Linked DNA regions of Pelodiscus sinensis: region 1 is linked to region 2. Evidence: chromatin contacts called from public Hi-C data. All regions are on one chromosome and are shown on one strand. The core of a region is the stretch at or near the end of the contact, and the rest is flanking DNA. Distances in the headings are between cores, read along the strand shown.

The links. A called contact is a pair of places that touch in the nucleus more often than the background predicts.
Region 1: a Hi-C map of an unstated tissue shows a contact between it and region 2, with 9 times the contacts expected there. The contact joins the promoter of NR1I3 here to the promoter of CFAP126 in region 2. A contact is called at or near these places in 4 of 5 Hi-C or Micro-C datasets (blood, liver and an unstated tissue).

What each region holds. Positions count from the first base shown.
Region 1 is chr24:13,442,097-13,445,616 of ASM4963464v1, reverse strand. NR1I3 (nuclear receptor subfamily 1 group I member 3) reads right to left here and starts at 1,639. Exons shown (of 9, transcript XM_075906933.1): 1 at 1,527-1,639.
Region 2 is chr24:13,307,374-13,310,799 of ASM4963464v1, reverse strand. It overlaps CFAP126 (cilia and flagella associated protein 126), which reads right to left and starts at 1,835. Exons shown (of 5, transcript XM_075908047.1): 1 at 1,722-1,835. The coding sequence starts at 1,748. LOC102459692 (NACHT, LRR and PYD domains-containing protein 3-like) reads left to right here. Exons shown (of 11, transcript XM_075908043.1): 1 at 1-541.

The sequences.
Region 1 (3,520 bases), core at 390-2,889, 140 kb before region 2:
ATTTCCGCAAGAACACTGACAATCTTACATGAGATTGTCAGTGTTCTTGCGGAAATTCAAGCGGCCAGTGTAGACAGCTGACAAGTTTTTCCGCAAAAGCAGATGATTTTGCGGAAAAACTTGCCGGTCTAGACACAGCCTGAGGGTGTCTACACTGCCGGGCTGAACCTGAAATAAGTTATGCAAATTGAGCGATGTCAATTGCGCATCTTATTTTGCAATAGCTTATTTCAAAATAGGGAGCGTCTACACAGCACTGATTTCGAAATAGAGCCCTCTTCCTCTGACTTCCCTTGTTCCTCGTACAATGAGGGTTGCAGGAGTCGGAGTGAGCAGTCCTCCAGCTTGTCCGGATGTGGACACTATATTGAAATAACTGCCTGCCGTGTAGACGCGGACTAAGTTATTTCAGAATAGCGCTTGTTATTTCGGAACAGTGTTGCAGTGTAGACATACCCTGAATGGGGGGGAGAGGTGCCTGACACTGTGACCCACACTCCAACAGCTGGTGGGAACCACCTAAGCCAGCGAATGGGAGATGCCAGGCAGAGGGGGTGTGCACTAAACCCTGCCCAATCACAGAGTAAGGCACCTAAGCTCTGGCTGCAAGGCAGTGCCCAGCTCTGTTAGGGAGTCACCTGGGAGCCCCTCACACCTTTCTGGGGCAAATGGGCGAGGCTGCCTCTCCCCACAGCAACCTGTCTCAGGAGGAGCAGCAGCTACAAGCCCAGGAGATAGAGCCCTTGCCAGGCCCCTGGGCAATGTGTTCGAGTCCCCCCCTCTAGCCCTAGCCTAGCATCACTGCAGCGTGCGGGTGCCCAGCAGCTCTGAGCTTGCCCCAGTCAGCAGGCGCCTTTTGCTGTCCTGTCACCCCACTGCCTGCTGTGCGTGGTGCCCCTGCCGGTCCCCCTTGCCAAGGTGAAGCAGGCAGCTCTGCGGGCCAAGGTGACCTGTCCGGCTGTAAGGAGCTGTCCACACAGTCCCCTCCCCAGCAGGGTCTGTCTGATTACCCAGCGTGGGGGGAGATTAGCCAGCCTGAAAAGGCAAAGTTCATTCGAAATGGGCAGCTGGCCAGGGCTGGGGGCACCAAGCAGTGACTGGCGGCAGAGGGAGGCGCAGGGGGCAGGCTGAAGGCCTGAGGCTCTGGCTGGGAGACTCCCCCAGTCGCGGTGGGGTGAGGGTGGAGCTTTCTAGACTCCCCTGAAATCGCTTGTTCAAAGCCCCCTCTCCCTGCCGGGAGACTCACGGTCTTATCAGTCTTGCCAGCTGCTTTCTCAGCTGGCCCCAGCCCCTCCTGCTCTCCCGAGCAGGGTGGAGCCCAGCCAAGGTCTCTGCCTCACCTAGGACACCCGTCAGCACTGAGAGACCCTGAGGGCCTCACCTGGCCAGCCCTGCATTAGGGGGAGCATTGGGTCCAGCTCCTGGCTCTGCCCCTGTGGAAACACAGGTGGGGGCCCTGCCGGGGCCCCGCCCCATCCCCGCCCCTCAGCCTAACTCCCTCCCTCCCTTCCCCTGTGCCTGCTCACCGACAGTGTGGGCTGGGGGTGTGAGGCTGGAGCAGGTGGGGGGCTGGCTCCCCACAAGCAGGGACTCTGCTCCCTCCCTCGCAGGCAGATCCAAACTGATTTACTTCACAGCCTGGGTGGAATTTGAACTTTGAACTTGAAGGGGGAGGCCAGGAGGAGCGGCGAGGGGGGGGGGAAGCAGCTGATACAAACACACACACACTCGGGTTGACACACACTGGGCCTGGCACATACACATGGGGGCTCACCCCTCCCTGTGTATTTGGGCAGTGAGCTCCAATTTTTTAAGCACAAGATCCTTTTTTGAATGTAAGCGCAATCCAGGATCTACCTCCAACCCAAATACCCCTGCCCCGCCTCTTTTGTGCCCCTTCGCCAAGGCCCCGCTCCTGCTCACTCCATCCTCCCTTCCTCCCCCATCCTTCCTCCCTTTCATCCAGCAGAGGGTTGGGGGGCTCTGGTCTTGGGTTAAGGGATTTGGAGTGTGAGAAGGGCTCTGAGCTGAGCCTGAGGCAGGGGTTGGGTGAAGGAGGAGGTTCAGGGTGCAGGCTCTGTATGGGAGTTTGGGTCTAGGGGGGCTTGGGGTGCAGGAGGGGGTTCATGATTGGGGCTAGGGGTTCAGGATGCAGGCTCCAGCTGGGCACTGCTGACCTCAGGTGTCTCCTGGGTGGTGGTGCAGGCTCACCCCTGCCCTGGCCCTGAACTACTTGCCAAAGCAAGCAGCAAACTCCCACATCCCAAGCCCTGTTGTACCCCCCACCCCCATTCTGTGGAGCTAGAATACAGGGTGGGAGGGGGGCCACCCTGACATCAGTGCCCCCTCCCCTCCCTTCCTTGCCCTGCACAGCAAATGGGGGCGGGGGACAATTCTAAGGCAAAGGGCAGAAGGTGCACAGCATTGTGGGGAGGGGCAGCTGAAGTGCTGGCATTTGACAGCTTCTTGCCCAAACCAGTCAAGATCACCAGTCAGATGCTCCAAGATCCCGATCTAATGGTCGGTGACCACTGCATTAGGGCATACACATGCTCTCCGGGTGCACTCGTGCATGAGCGTGCACACACAAATACACACTCACACTCAGCCCAGCCTGCAGATTAATTGGCCCTAGGGCCATTACCTGATTGCCCTAGGGCTCAGATGTTGGTCCTGCCTGGGCCCCTCCGGGCCCAGACGCTCTGGGAAGCTGGGCTAGGGGCAATGCGAGGCCAAGGTTGTCAGTCCGACAGGGAAGTGTTTGTCTGTCTCTCCTCATGGCCTTTCAGTACCCCCATCCCAGCAGGCTAAACCCAGCCTCCTGTCCCTGGCTGAGCCCAACATCCACTGCCCCTCTACTCTCTGCTCAGAGTGTGAGACTCCGGGAACTCCCTCTGCAGCTCAGGAATGGGGCCAGACTGGTTCAGCTGCCCCTGAACAGGCTGGAGCTGGCATCAGGGCCTGCCCTGGGCAGAGTGAGCTCCCCAAACACAAGCTGTGACCCAGGCTACAGAGAATCTGTGTGGGGCTGTAACACAAGAAGGGGGCAGTTCCAACTCCATCCAGTAGGGGGCAGCAATCTGTTTGTCTGGCACCCACCCTAGTCACTCCATTAGCCTCTGGACTCAGGGTGGGGTGGGGGGGCAGATTTCCAAAGGTGCTCAGCACACTGGGTCTCCACTTGGATCTCCTGACAGCCCCCAAGGGTGCACCATGTTTTCCTTCTCATTTCCCCCTTTGAATCCTGCCCAGGGCAATGGTGATGAAAGCACCTGGCCGGGGCTCATTGGGAGCTTATATGGAATGATCTGGCTCCTGGTGCTTGCACCCGAGATGCGTCATTGCACGGACTGAGCTCTCCCTCCCCAGGCAGGGCTGGTGCAGGCAGGAGGATCGGTCAGGGGCAGCCCCTTCCAGGGGACAGATGCCCCCACAAGCCGTGTCCCAGCTGCAGTCTGCATCAAGCACCTCCAAGAAGGGCGCAGCTCCAGTCCCCTCCTGGTGGTCTACTGGCACTGGG
Region 2 (3,426 bases), core at 586-3,085:
AGCCAGGATACAGGTACTCAGCACAGCCTGGCCCTGCACTGACCTCTGTGTGCATTCAAATAGTCTGATGTGGCCCACTCTGAAACCCCTCTCCTTCCCTGCCAGAGTTCTTTCCAGCTCATCCTTTATCACTGACACTCTTGTGCCCTTAACACAGACCTAGGCAAAATATGGCCCAGGGGCCAGATCCAGCCCACCAAACCACTGGATATGGCCTGCAGATGTAGCAGGGAGCCTGAGGCAGACTCCTTGCTTGCTTCATGTCTCACTCCCTCCTCCCCATATAGTGCTCAGAAAAGGCTGCAGCAGCCATTTCTCTTTCTCAGCTGTGAGCCTAAGGGAGGGGGGAATGGTGCTTCGTGCTGTTCCCACCCCCAGACAATCCCATTGGCCTATTTCTGGCCAATGGGAGCTGCCTGTTTGAAAAACTGGTAGTGCATGATGCATGCCCTTGTTCACCAATGCACATGGCCTCTGCAGTCTGTGCGGGAGTGAGGCAGGTTGAGAATCCTGCTGGGCTGCTGGCCAGGAGTCACCCAAGGTAAGTTTCCCTGCCAAAGCCTGCCTGTGGCACCTCTTCCCCAATCCTCTGCCCCGCCCTAGGTCACAACCCAAACCTCTGCACGCCGATCCTCTGCCCTAGGTCATAACTGTTTCCTTCAGGCAAACTCCCTCCCAGGCCCCGCACCTCCTCTTGCACCCCAATCCCTTACCCCAAGCTCCCTTCTGCACCTGACCACCATCCCAGACCCCACATCCCCTCCATTAATATCATGGAAGAGCACAGCCTTTGACCAATTTCCAAAACCTTGGAGTGCCACCCCATCAAAAATTATTGCCCCCCACTTTTATCTTAATAGCAGGGGGTAGGTGGTGAGCAGGGCTCATAAGACCCTATTTCTGTGAGGCATGCAGGCAAGCCACACTGGGCCCTGCAAAACATCCTGGAAACACGCAGGAGCTTCCAGCCCTGCTCTGTGGCCAAGCAGCCTGGCCTCGGGGGAAGGAGCGCAAGGAGGAAGCCAGTCACAGGGGGGTTGTGGGGGCCCGAGGGGAAGCCGGGGGGGGGGGCCGTGTGGGTGTCTGTCTGGGGGGTCCTATAGGGGGAAAGACCGGGGTCCGCGAGGGGGGGTGCGAGGGGGGGTGCGGAGCCCGATGGAGGCAGGGCTGGGGGGCCACGCGGGGGGGGCGGGGGTTTCGGGGGGGTAGGGGCGGGGGGGTAGTGGGGCCCGGGGCGGGGGCCGCGCGGGGGGGCGGGGGCCCGAGGAGGCGGGGCGGAGCCCGATGGGGGCAGGGCCGGGGGTGAGTGGGGGGCAGTGGGGCCCGAGCCGGAGGCCGCGCGGGGGGGCGGGGGCTTTGGGGGGCAGGGCCGGGGGGCCGCGCAGGGGGGGCGGGGGTTTTGGGGGGGTAGGGCCGGGGGGCCTCGCGGGGGGCGGTGGGGCCCGAGCCGGGGGGCCGCGCAGGGGGGGCGGGAGCTTTGGGGGGGCAGGGCCGGGGGGCCTCGCGGGGGCGGTGGGGCCCGAGCCGGGGGCCGCGCAGGGGGGGCGGGGGTTTTGGGGGGGCAGGGCCGGGGGGCCTCGCGGGGGCGGTGGGGCCCGAGCCGGGGGCCGCGCGGGGGGGCGGGGGTTTTGGGGGGGCAGGGCCGGGGGGCCTCGCGGGGGCGGTGGGGCCCGAGCCGGGGGCCGCGCAGGGGGGGCGGGGGGTGCCGCCCCGGCTCTCACCTGCCCCGCTCTGTAGTTCGTTGCCATGCCGCCTCCGGCAGCTTTCGCTCTGTTTACACCCGTCTCCTAGCAACCACCGGGGCAGACACCGACCAATGGGAAAGCGAGGCCGTGGTCCTCCCCGAATCCCACAAAGTCTCGCGTCGCTGTCGGAGAGCGGCTCCTTCCCTAGAGCCCCGCCCCCGTGTCGCGGCCCCGCCCACACCCTATCGCTCCGCGAACGAGACCCCGCCCCTCGTCTGACGGACTGACTCCGCCTCCCGAGGCTGTGGGGGCGGGGCCGCTTCTTCCTCGGGAACACCACGTGTAGGCGCGGTCTGGGCAAGGCTCCCTGGCAGCCGGGTCCTGCGGAGCCTTGTATCCGCCCTCCCGCTCTGATTGTTCGCGCTTGCTGTCTGGCAGGGCCCTGCCTAGGATTTAGGCTCCCTCCAGTTCTATAGAGCTGTGATTTTATGCTCTTCAGCTATGCCCCAATGAAATGTTTAAAGCAATTATGTTTAAACTCAGACTCTGTCCCCTAACCCAGAACAGAAACTGAGGCCAAGGCTACACCATGTGGGTGTCTGTGTGGGGGGCCCAAGAGGGGGAAAGACCGGGGTCTGGCACAAGGGCTGGGAAACTCCTATTCCATATCCCTGCCCTTGTGCTGTAGTTTTCTGGCTTGGGTGTTAAAAAACCCTCCCCCGGTGCAGCAAGTTACAGTGCTGTAAAATGCCAGTGTGAGCCAGGCTACAGTGCTGGGAGTCTGTGCTCAGAAACATGGAGCACCTGGGGAGCTTTCTCCCAGCCCACCTACTGTGCTCACACTTTCAGTTTGCTTTGAACTTGTAGATACAGACAAAGCCTGACAGTATATTCCCCGCAGTTTCACATGCCTGTTAAATGGCTTCATTGCCACTTGAATGACTCTTTCAGAGGCTCAATGTTTTGCTGATCCCTCTGGCAGGCTTTGTCACATTGAAGTTAACTAGCTTCGGGAGTTGGACTTGCCAGGCAACTACAGAACTGGGATAGAAAGAGGCAAGTGCATGGACATTAAGACCTCAAATTTTCGGGTATTTCCAGAATTGCAGCTGCCGCCTTACAGTGGCTGGTCTCACCAGCTGCTGTCAGAGAAGGACGGGAATAAAGTCTAGCAACTGCAACAGCTGCCCCCCTAAATTACACAGCAGCAGGAGAGGGCCAGGGGCAGGATGCCCAAGACAAAGTTGCTGCAGGAGAGTTGCATTTTCAGATGTGGAGCAACAGTGACACCCTGTGGCTAATTTCAGCTAACCAAGCTGCTGAATTTCTGCCTCCCTGGTCCCAGGGCATGTTCCAAAGGGGCAGGAGTTCTGATGTCTGAAATTATCACTATATGACCCCTTGCCTCAGTGCTGCCCATGTCCCTGCTGCGGTGCCTCAGTGCTGCCACATTCTTACAACAGAGCTCCAGCCATCCTGGCCAAGCACACAGCTGGGAGCACTTCAGTTGTCTGCACATGTTGGTTGCTCCGTTTGCCTTGGTAATGGTGCAGCACATCCATATAGCAAATCGTTTAGCAGGGAAGCACCTATTCCATATCCCTGCCCTGCGCTCCTTCCATCCGCTGTTGAATCACAGCTTTGCGGGTCCCAGGTTCCTAGAGCACGCACTCAAATACCTGCTGGACAGCTGACAGATTCCTAGGGGTTTAACACTGCTGCTATGAATGCTCCCAACACA